4 separate regions of the Zea mays genome follow, and all the other regions are linked to region 1. A link is a contact called in public Hi-C data. All regions are on one chromosome and are shown on one strand. The core of a region is the stretch at or near the end of the contact, and the rest is flanking DNA. Distances in the headings are between cores, read along the strand shown.

Evidence for each region. A called contact is a pair of places that touch in the nucleus more often than the background predicts.
Region 2: a Hi-C map of leaf shows a contact between it and region 1, with 7 times the contacts expected there. The contact joins the enhancer-like site here to the promoter of LOC103643584 in region 1. A contact is called at or near these places in 7 of 25 Hi-C or Micro-C datasets (bundle sheath, ear, leaf and 1 more).
Region 3: a contact with region 1 is called in a Hi-C map of leaf, with 6 times the contacts expected there. The contact joins the promoter of LOC100275567 here to the promoter of LOC103643584 in region 1. A contact is called at or near these places in 9 of 25 Hi-C or Micro-C datasets (bundle sheath, ear, endosperm and 2 more) and 1 of 3 datasets of contacts at active chromatin or transcription factors (leaf).
Region 4: a contact with region 1 is called in a Hi-C map of leaf, with 3 times the contacts expected there. The contact joins the promoter of LOC100284984 here to the promoter of LOC103643584 in region 1. A contact is called at or near these places in 2 of 25 Hi-C or Micro-C datasets (leaf and tassel).

What each region holds. Positions count from the first base shown.
Region 1 is chr1:248,254,119-248,256,818 of Zm-B73-REFERENCE-NAM-5.0, reverse strand. It overlaps LOC103643584 (probable glucomannan 4-beta-mannosyltransferase 2), which reads left to right and starts at 1,261. Exons shown (of 9, transcript XM_035964290.1): 1 at 1,261-1,842; 2 at 2,574-2,672.
Region 2 is chr1:248,456,082-248,458,781 of Zm-B73-REFERENCE-NAM-5.0, reverse strand. No RefSeq gene overlaps it. Among protein-coding and RNA genes, the nearest start is that of LOC100275567, 66 kb to the right of the region's middle. Within about 2 kb of position 1,376, at least 17 of the 20 cell types and tissues checked have an H3K27ac peak or open chromatin away from gene starts, as enhancers often do. A contact at or near this core is called in bundle sheath, ear, leaf and 1 more, where this site is marked.
Region 3 is chr1:248,390,305-248,393,084 of Zm-B73-REFERENCE-NAM-5.0, reverse strand. LOC100275567 reads right to left here and starts at 1,373. Exons shown (of 2, transcript NM_001371655.1): 1 at 1,061-1,373; 2 at 1-830. The coding sequence starts at 1,168.
Region 4 is chr1:248,107,334-248,110,033 of Zm-B73-REFERENCE-NAM-5.0, reverse strand. LOC100284984 (pectinesterase-1) reads right to left here and starts at 1,389. Exons shown (of 6, transcript NM_001157879.1): 1 at 849-1,389; 2 at 345-449; 3 at 169-246; 4 at 1-70. The coding sequence starts at 1,115.

The DNA of each region.
Region 1 (2,700 bases), core at 12-2,511:
TGTACATTTGGGTCGGGCCTGATGGGCCGGCCCGAAGCACGGAAAAAAAGCACGGCCCAGGCACAGCACGACCCGAAATAATTTAGTGCCGGGCCGGCACGACCCGTTATATCGGGCCGGGTTTGGGCCGAGGTCACGGCCCATGGGCGGGCACGGGCACGACCCGTTTAAGGCAGGCACGAAATGGCCCATATAGAGGCACGAAAAGGCCCATATATTTATTAAAACCACACTTAATTTCACACTTTCATATACTTGATAAAGAACATAAAGCTAGAGATAATGCTAGTTAGATATTTTTTGTAGCTTTGAATTAGAGTGTGTGATGTAATTTTTGCTTTTGTTATGAACATTAGACAATAAACTGAACTTACGAACTTTGTATAGAGCTGGTTATACTCTTTTTCCTTCTAACAAATGATTTATAAATGAGGTAGTCATTGCATAGCTGTGGTAACTTTAATTAATACAAATATTAAGTTTGATTTTGTTCAAATTTATTTGTCTTATCTTTTATTTGTTTTATTATTTTTTGAATTTAGGGCTCTAATGTGAATTTCGGGCCAAAAACTGAATTTCGGGCCCTAATGTGAATTTCGGGCCAAAAATTGAATTTCGGGCTTTTATAATTTCGGGCCGCCCGAAATGAGCCCGACACGTTTAAGCAATTACGGACCGGGCCGTGGGCCGAGGGCTAGGCCCATGGGCCGGCCCGGCACGGCCCAAAATTCAAACGGGCCGGGCCGGCCCGAAATTCAAATAATACGGGCCTTTTCGGGCTTGGGCCGGGCCGGGCCGGGCGGCCCGAATGTACACCTATAACAACATGCAGTGGATGGACGGGATATTGTTGTGGGTGGATGGACGGAGGTTTTTGGTGGTCAGGGTTGGACAGGACATAGGCAGAATCAGGGGAGGCATGCTACCTCTTGTAGTTTTAATAAGTAGTAGACAAGGTAGTTATGTGAGGATAACAAATCAAAGATCGTGACTCTATAAACTGCCCGAAAATAAAATAAATCTGCTGCTCCGCAAGTTAGATCATGGTATACGCAAAAAAGGAAAAAAATTATAAGAAACAATACACTTTAACCTGACTAACAGGCAACGGCCACCCTATCTACTGCTCGGGCCGCCCATCCCCTCGTTATGGGCCAGTCACTATTCACTCGTGAGATCTCAAACCAAACACCGAGCGGGTATGGTCCAGGCAAATCGAGCCCAGCCTATGTCATCGAAACAAGAAAGATCGTATCCCACATGTACAGGAAGCGCATTCCATTCCAGCGGGAGCGGGGGACATCCGTCCTGGCAACTTTCCCCACATCCAATCCAAAATGTCCTCCCTCCTCTTCCTCGATCGCGTTGCGGGCCGCTCGCTCTCAGCCACCGCCATCCACACCACAGACCCCAGCTACCGCTACCGCTACCACCACCACCACCACCACTACTGGAACCCCCCTCCCTTTCAATACAAAACAAAAAAGCGCACGCAGGCAGAGCTGCTGCACGCGGCGCACGCACTCCCACTCCTCCCGTTCCGTCCGCTCCAAGCAAGGCACCCCCATCCAGATGGCGGCCTGGGCGGTTCCGGCGCTCGCGGCCGCTGCGTGGGCGCTGCGGGCGGCGGTGTGGGCGTGCCTCGCGGCGTCGGCGATGCTCGTCGCCGAGGCCGCGTACATGGGCCTCGCCAGCCTCGCCTCCGCCGCCGCGATGCTGTGGCGCCGCCCGGACGCGAGGTACCGCTGGGAGCCCATGCCCGGAGGCTGCGACGTCGAGGCGGCCACTGGGGCGGACTTCCCCATGGTGCTCGTGCAGATCCCGATGTACAACGAGCGGGAGGTGGGGAGCGTTCTACTTTTGGGCACAAGCTACATGTGTTGTGACCTGATTAATTGCTGGCCCATTTTCTCCCTGTTACACGTCGCGGTCGCTAGATTGTATAACCGTAGGCAGTATGCGGCGTTATGAGTTTATTCCGAGGTTTTTTTTGGACGTGGATCATGCTGATATTTTCTGAGCATTTTGGGTCCAGGGGTCCTTCCTCCTGTTTCTGAATGAGATGGGAAGTTTATTATGGATTCAAAGGAACAAGTCTCTCGATGTGTTTGTACTGTACTTTCTCAACTCTCAAGTCGTAAGGTGGAGCTAGTATCAGAAATGGGCTCCACTGTTTACGCGTACGCTCCTTTGGTTAGTGCAATCATGATACAAGTGACGGCATTGTGGTTCAGTTATGAAATGAAACCTGAAAAATACCATGGGCGCCTAAAGAAAGGAAAAGGAATCCTATTAATGAGGACAAGTGGAGCACAATGCAGTGTCTGCTCGAGCTATCCTAGTGTCAATTAAAGGAAACCAGTGGTATTAAGATGGATGGGGACAGTCTCGTTTTCCTTGCTGTACTGACACTGTCACTAATGCATGATTAGTCTTTTCTTTGCATTGCTGGCAGTAGACTAACAACACTAGAAAACCGTAGTTTTCCTAGATGTCTGAACAATGTTCTTGTGCGTCTTGCAATGTTATAGAATTTGACACCGGATCATTGCAATGCTTGTTTCTTTGTACAGGTGTACAAGCTATCCATTGACGCTGCGTGTGCCCTCACATGGCCACCAGACCGTATTGTAATACAAGTCTTGGATGACTCCACTGATCCGATTATTAAGGTAGACCTTGGTTTCAGGGACTTTAGCT
Region 2 (2,700 bases), core at 127-2,626, 200 kb before region 1:
CGCCGAAAATGACTGTAGCTCTTGTAGTGCCACATGTTAGTGTTCTGTTGAAAGGGAAATGTGCCCTTGGGCAATTTCTATTATATTTTGGTGATTAAGTGCCCAACACATTTAAATAAGTTCTTATATGCTAAATGAAGAGAGAAGTGCAAATCGAAGAGAAGGTATGTTTCTAGACTTAGTACATAGTTTTAAGTACTAATATGTTTTATCTAAGTGCTAGAAACAGTGAGAAGAAAAGAATTGCAAATGACTTGGCTTGGTGCAGCCGAAGTCCTGCTCGGTCTGGCACACCGAACTGTCCGGTGGTGCACCAGACAGTGTCCGGTGAACATGCCACTCTTGGGAAAAATCGGCGGCGTATGGCTATAATTCACCGGACTGTCCGGTGGTGCACCGGACTGTCCGGTGAGCCAACGGTCGCCAGCGCAACGGTCGGCCGCGCAATCCACGGGCGACGTGTGGCCCACGCCAACGGTCGGTAGGGGGCACCGGACTGTCCGGTGTGCGCCATCTGGCCCGGAGATGCAACGGTCGTATGCGCTAGAATAGGAAGGAGATCGACACCGGACCGTCTACAGTGACTGTCCGGTGGCGCACCGGACTGTCCGGTGCACCACCCGACAGAAGGCAAGGATATCCTTCCTTGTTGGCCTCCAACGGCTCCTAGCTGCCTTAGGGCTATAAAAGGGACCCCTAGGCGCATGGAGGAGTCACCCAAGCTTACGAGAAACATTCTAAGACTCCAAGACTCCAACTTCGCGCATTTGATTCCTTGATATAGTGACTTGAGCTCCATTTGAGTTGTGAACTCCGAGAGTTGTGTTTTGAGCTCAAGTTGTGACTTGTGTGCGTGATTGTGCTGTGATTTGAGTCTTGTGTGTGTTGCTCTCCCCTCCCTTACTTTTGTGCTTCTTTTGTGATCATTATTGTAAGGGCGAGAGGCTCCAGGTTGTGGAGATTCCTCGCAAACGGGAGAAAAGACTAAGGAAGAAAGCCATGGTATTAAAGTTGATCATTGGATCACTTGAAAGGGGTTGAGTGCAACCCTCGTCCATTAGGACGCCACAACGTGGAAGTAGGCAAGTGTTACTTGGCTGAACCACAGGATAAAAATTGCGTGTCTCTTGTGTGCTTTCTCTTTGATTGTCTGTGTTCACAAGAGCTCGTTTCAAGCCACTTAGCCGTTCTAACTTTAATAACTAAGTTTTGTGGCTATTTGAGTTGAATTTTATTGGATCACCTATTCACCCCCTCTAGGTGCTCTCATCTGTGTGTGTTGGGTGGGTATTGAGGATGTCGCTAGGACCCCATAGGTCTGTCGATGTGTGAAGACAAGTGGTGTACGAGCGTGGCTGGAAGACTGGCTAGTGGGGCCCACATATCGGCGCGTGTCCTAGGTTGAGATGTGCGGACGAGCAAGGCTGGCATGGTGTGGGCTGGCTGGAGATGGGCTTCGCGGGTGCGGGGATCTAGGCCGGAAGGTGGAGAAGCTGGCCCAGGAAGGTAAGAGCTCCTTTTTATTTTCTATTTCTTATTTCTTTTCTAATTTCTATTCTTTCTGATTATGATAAAACTTGAATTACAAATTCAACATAATGCACACTCAAAATCTATCATGATGCAATATATATAGCATCACTTTTTCCTTTTTTGTACATGATGAAGTAACTTCGTGTGCATTTTTTGGGTGCGATGGTATTCATTAGTGGTTCGAAATCTTCGGTAATAATTGAACTTTCGCCAGTAATAATCGAGTATTTCTTCAGTAATAAACACACGATTTTCAGTTAAAAAAACAAGCTTTACCTTTTCTCTATAGTACTCAGGAAAAACTATCGGTAATAAACACACGTTTCTTGAGTAACAAGCCATACGTTCTTGCGGTAATAAACGTGTGATTTTGCAGTAAAAAACAAACTTGATGTTTTCTCTGTAGTGCCCTAAAAACTGTCGGTAATAAACGCACGTTTCTTGATTAAAAAACCGAATGTTCTTTTTGTAATAATTGATCGTTTCTTTGTAGTACCGAAAAAACCGTTAGTAATATCCAAACATTGCTTCAATAATAACCGAACATTTCGTAAATAATAATCCGAACAATTTCCCTTCTGTTTGGTAGTATAAATAAGTTCACAAAACCCACGCAAGGGAGAGAAATGTATGTGTTTTTTACATCCCATCACATTAGGAAGTTGTACTACATATGACACAAATAATATTGTTTTTAACGATTTAGGGCTGAGCTAGGCACGTCTTGAAATGGGAAGAGCGACGGAGGATCATACTTCTCTAGGGTAATAGGGAAATGCCTTTTTTGCTTTGTTCATGAAATGAAACAACATGGAGTAGAGGATACGTGCCCTGAGCAAGATGTTGTTGTACTTTTTCCTGCGAAAAAATAACATACAACATAACAATGGTTTGTCAAATCTAAAAATATTACTGAATGATATATATGTATCCAGTACAATATCTAGTTGTTACTTAGCAATATGTAGTTATTACTGTTCAATCTATAGTTAGTACTAACCAATCTATAGTTAGTATTGAACAATATGCATGTAGTTGGTACTGAAGTTCTAAAAATACTACTTACTAACATCAAGTTTATTAATGATCAACCATATATAACTGTACATCATGAAGTTATTATTGATTAGTATAAATTTATTATTGTACAACTATATCACTTACTGA
Region 3 (2,780 bases), core at 124-2,623, 140 kb before region 1:
TGCTGCACCGGCCATGGCAGGCTCCAAGCTCCGGGAACCATGCAGCCCCAGTAGGCCGGTGCGGCCGGGTAGATCGGAATCGCGATGCCCTGGGGGAAGTACGCCGCCGGAGCTGGGGCGCAGCTGTACGGCGGCCACACGGTTGCCCCGCTGCTGTTCATGCTTGCTGGGCCTGGGTGCTGCTGCACTGACCCGTCGTCTGCGTTTGCTGCAGCTTCGTCTACAGAAGACCTGCTGCCGTTGCCGTCCCTGCTGCTCGATCCTTCGCTGCAAGGGCGGCCCGCGTCGCCGGCGCTCCTGACCGGGGCCAGCTGGTGGCTCAGCTGCTCGGCGAGGTCCAGGTCCAAGCGGGCAGCAGGAGGCGCGCCGCCATGGCCCCCGAAGCTGAGCACCGTGGCGTTGGTCGCCCGGACCCTCTGGAAGAAGTGCGAGGCGGCGGCGTTCTTGTTCTTGCGGCGGCCGGCCCCCACGGGCACGTTGCGCATGGCGCCACCGGCCGTCCAGTACCGCTGGCAGTTCTTGCAGAAGTGGCGCGGCTGGTTGACGTTGTAGTTGTTGAAGTAGCAGAACTTGGTGTCCATGCTGTTGCAGCGCGGGCACGGCAGCACCTTGTCGGGCTTCTTCAGCTTCTCCCTCTGGCCGGCAGCATCGCCGTCGCCGTCGCCGTTGCAGGGCCTCTGTTGCGTCTCCGTGGGGTCCTCGGCGTCCACGACCTCCGGCTGCGGGGACGGGTCGGAGGTGTCCGTGTGCGCGGGCGCGGGCGCGGTCTCCAGGCCATGGGAATCCTGATCCTGCTCGGTCCACCTGTTGCTCTTGCTCTGCTGAAGATCCTAGTAGAAAGATAAAATTTCATTTGATCAGCTCCCGTACGTACATGTCGGAAAACAGTTGTAAAATTTGGGATTTCATACGCCTTAATTGCACACAAGGCTACAGATCTACCGGTTGTGTTGTATCATAAACAAGAGAAGTAAAACAATTAATTAAATGAACTGAAGACAGCAGGAAAACAATTAATTAACACAGCAAACAAGATTATTTATGTATAAAATCGTCCAACCTTGGCGTCGCCGCACTCCGGCACGGGGATGGTCATCCCGAAGAGCTTGATGAGAAAGTCCCCTCCTCCTGCTGCTGCTCCTCCTCCTCCGTGGCACTCGGCCACCATCTTCTTCTCACTCGGATCCAAACAAACAGAAAGCTCCGGGCCTGCTGCTTTCTTCTCTTCGGCAAGCTGCTGCAAGCCAACGACGAACGAAGCAGCACGCTAGGCAACAGACGGCCGAGCTCACTTCACTTGTAGCCGGAACCGGAAGAGACGAGGAGGCCGGCAAAAAAGGGCAAACAAACGAACGGATGATATCTGCTCTGGCCTGGCCGTGGGCGGCAGGGGAGGGTATAAGAGGGGAAGAAGGTGGGTGGGGGCCACGGCGAGGGGCGCACAGCCACAAGCTCGTCTTGTGGCCTCCGGGCTGCGTTATTTGATTCTCCTCCTCGCTCGCCCTTCGCCTTTTTCGCCCCGCGCGTCGCCGTCGTCGGACACCTGGCTGTGCCTTCCCACGCTGCCACGATCGTTTCCTCTTTCTCTTTTCTTTTTCTGCCCACAACCACAACACAACGTGCACTGCAGAGCGAGGACGTGTGTAGTGTAGGCAGCGGTTTCGCTAAAGCTCCCCCTAGGTTGTATATATGTTATAGCAGTTGTAATGCTATGGGAGCTGGAGGCGGTGAGTGAAAAATTAGTGGCCTCGTTAGATTGCTCACGGATAGTGATGCCACCTGTTTGGTTCACGGGTGCCACCTGTTTGGTTCCACCTGTTTGGTTCGAAGCCCGACACTATTTTAGCCCAGCACGAAATCGGCCCGACACAGTGGACATTGGGCTCGGGCCGGCCGGCACGGCGACCGTGCTGTGTTTGGGCTCCATGGTCGGCACGCCGTGCTCGGCCCGGGTCGGCACGCCATGCTCGGCCCGGCTCGACACGGGATAACAAGTGGCACGAAAGCCATCCCGACTCCCCTGCTCCCCCTCTGCATATACGCGGCACAGTCCACACCCGACTCCCCCGACACCCCCATACTCCCTCATTGCATCCGTTGTGGAAACCCTAAATCCCTCTCCCTCCTCTTCTGGCGGACGGTGAAATCGCCTCTCCAGGCTCAACTGCCCGACGACGGCGACGACCGACGCGTGATGGTTGCCAGCGACTGCTTGTTTGGACATCTATAATATCGAATCTCCTCTCTTTCCCCTCATCTCCTCTCATCCCCTTCCATACTCTCACATCCCGAACCCTAATCCCCATCCTAGCTTCCTCTTAGCCCAACGACGGTGCTCCTCCTCCTCGCGGTGGTGCTCGCAACCACTCGGGCGTCTCAAGTGCTCCTGCTACATAGGTGAGTTCTTACTCTTTGTATCGTGCTCCTCCTCCTCCTCGCATTGTTGTTCTTTTCCAGATCTTCTTGTTCTTTGTAGGTATCATTCTTGTGAAGGTGCCGCTTAGACGTCGAGGGACCAAAGTCGCTGAAGAGGAGCTGGACAGACAGTGGGGGTTTCGCTGGTCTAGCTTTCTATGGCATGGACGATGATATTGATCCGGCCGTTGTGGAGGAGGAGTACCGGCTCAAAGACCATAACGAATAAGAGGATGCTCTGGCCTTGTTTGGTGGCAGTGCTGCCATCAACATCGATGATGCCCCCCTCTTCCTTGTGTCGGTGGTCAGACAACCACAGGACACCGACCGGCACAAGCACTGCTACCACAAGTTCTAGTAAGCAT
Region 4 (2,700 bases), core at 140-2,639, 150 kb after region 1:
TGAAGTCACAATGGCCTTCAATATAACAGTCTCTTAAGTACTGTTTCCCGTAGTGTAAGTATAATGTGTCCTGTTAAATTTTGATTAGAATTAGAGTTTCCAAATGTTACTAAAAATTATATCTGTGGTTGTTGTTGAGTCAGGAGCTAAGGAGACAGACGTACGTACTTGCCAACCGAGGAACCGGCAGTTGTAGAAAGCACACCTATCTGCGGTTACCCGGACTGCAACGGCCTGCCCAGAGCCCTGTGATCATGACTAGTTAGCAAGCACACATCAACTTCCGATCCCATGATCATCTGTTTCTGTTTGTGCCAGGAGAACAAGAAGCGTAGAACCAGTACCTGGGGAGCTGAGTTCTCAAACGTGATATTCTCTGCAATGAAATCTTCCCCCTCAATGATGAACGTACCACAGCCGAATGTTCCAGTTCCTATAACCCTGGATGACTTTATGAGAGAAAAAGAAAACAGCAGCAGTTCATCGTTATGAGATATGTAAATAAGAATTAGTCAAAATATTAAGCACATTTCGAGGAATGAAATTGGTGAAACCATGCAGGAACAGTTTCTTGGTTGTCTCTATATATATGCATATGCACCAGCAGTATTGTGTCTGCTTTTAATGTGAAGACACATGCATCTTATGATAAAACTCCAAACATCTGCATGACTTTGATCAAACTATGTGGCGGAAGCTAAGAAAGGTTTACGTTAATCAGCTCAGCTAAAATCCGATCCTTGGGACCTACTAATCATAGCGACCGTAGCACATGCACACAAGCCTGTCGGGCATTTCGTCGAGCTGGACGCAGGCAGGCGGAGAAGGGAGCAGACGCCGCGGCGTACCTGCGAGTGCCTGATGCGCGTGGCGGTGTTGTCCCATGACACGACGGTGGCCTCGGGCGAGGCCCCCGCGACGGTGATGAAGTTCTTGGTCTTGGCGACGTAGACAGGCTCCCTGTAGACCCCCGGCGCGAGGCGGATGACGACGCGCGCCCGGTTGCCCAGCGGCACCGCGTCGACCGCCGCCTGCACCGTGGGGAAGGATTCCCCGTCCCCCTTCCCCGGCGGTGCCACCTTCAGAATCCGCCGCACCGGCTGCTGCTGCGCCATAGCAAGCTAAGCAATGGGAAACGGGCGGGGCGGATCGGTGGAAGACGAATTCGGCTTGGCGCGCGTGGTTGGTTGGTGTAAGAATCAGGCAGGCAGGCAGGTGTTGGAGCCGCGTGGACCAGCGCCGACGGGAGAAGAGAAAACCGGCGGGGCAAGGGCTTAAATAAGCGGCCGGTCAGCGGTTTTGAATCCACACGGCCACACACCAAAGAACAGAGGTGCGCTTCTGTGGGCGGTGGGTGCCGTCAGCCAAACTTTGCGAGGAACATTTTCTTCCAGCCGCTTCGTTCCAACAGCTATTAGTTCAAACAAACCGTTGACGGGATCGGCTGACAAGTGGGTCAAATTTTGTTACGAGGAGATCAGCGTGTGAATTCTCGCTAGCCAACAAAAGTGGGAAGAATCCACAAAACAACACTAGTTTGAGACAGTATTTAGAAAATATCGCTCGTTTTCCAGCAATTCAAAAAATAGTACCAGTTTCATTAAATAAATTTAGAAAACTACACTCCATCTATATTATTCATTCTTTTATTTTCACCTCACTAGCAAATGGACCAAATTGCCCCTATTTTCCACCCTTGTTTTTTTTCTATTTTATCCATAAGAACGACATAAATGTATACAAATATATGAGCTCTATTTCTATATTATTAAGCATGGTGTTAAACATACAAATAAATTAAACATAGATATTCTATAAAGGACAACGTCTAGCTTTAACCGTTGAATTTTAAAACTATATTTTGGGATAGAGGGAGTAATTTTTATAGAACATATAAATTTTTTGAATGATACAAATGATTGATGTTTTTGAAAAAAAAACACGTCAAATAAAAAAAGAATGGAGGGAGTACAGTCGAAGACCTTGCTGTGAACCAAGTATGTTTACTTTTAATAGTTTGATGCTGAAGATACCTGTGTTTGAAGTTCAACGGTTAAATCTAAGCTTCTTCCTTCGTAAAAAAATATGTGCCTATTTGTATGTTTAACACTATAAAAATGGAGCTCATATATTTTATCTATTTATGTTTTTCTTATGAACAGAAGAGGTAAAAAATATGGTTGTGAAATGAATAGGGGTAATTTGGTCCATTTGTATGTGGTGTAAGTAATAAAGGAATGCAAAATATAGATGGAGTGTTGTTTTCGAATTAATTTAGTGAAACATGTGTTGTTCTACAAATTGCTTGAAAATAGATGCTATTTCCTGAGGCCTCGTTCGTTTCCAGAGGATCATCCCATTCCAGGCCTTGTTCCGGGTGGAACGAATGGGCCTGGTTTGAAATTTGGTAGAACTTATTTATATTGTTCGTTTCAGCCCGAATTGGAATGGAAACTGACCCGGATTAAAATTTTCCTTCACCTCACGGCCCGGAACCAACCCTTGTGTGGTACCCTCCGGATCGAAGCCTGGACACACGCGACCGACGCGACGGCGGCTTTGACGCGACCGGCACGGCGGCGACGCACAGCCCCGACGACGACCCTCCCTGCTGCCTTCTCCCCGGTGAGGATCTGCTCTCTTCCTTTCCTCTCCTATCCTCTGCTCTCGCTGCCCCAAACTCTCGCCCTCGATCTCGCT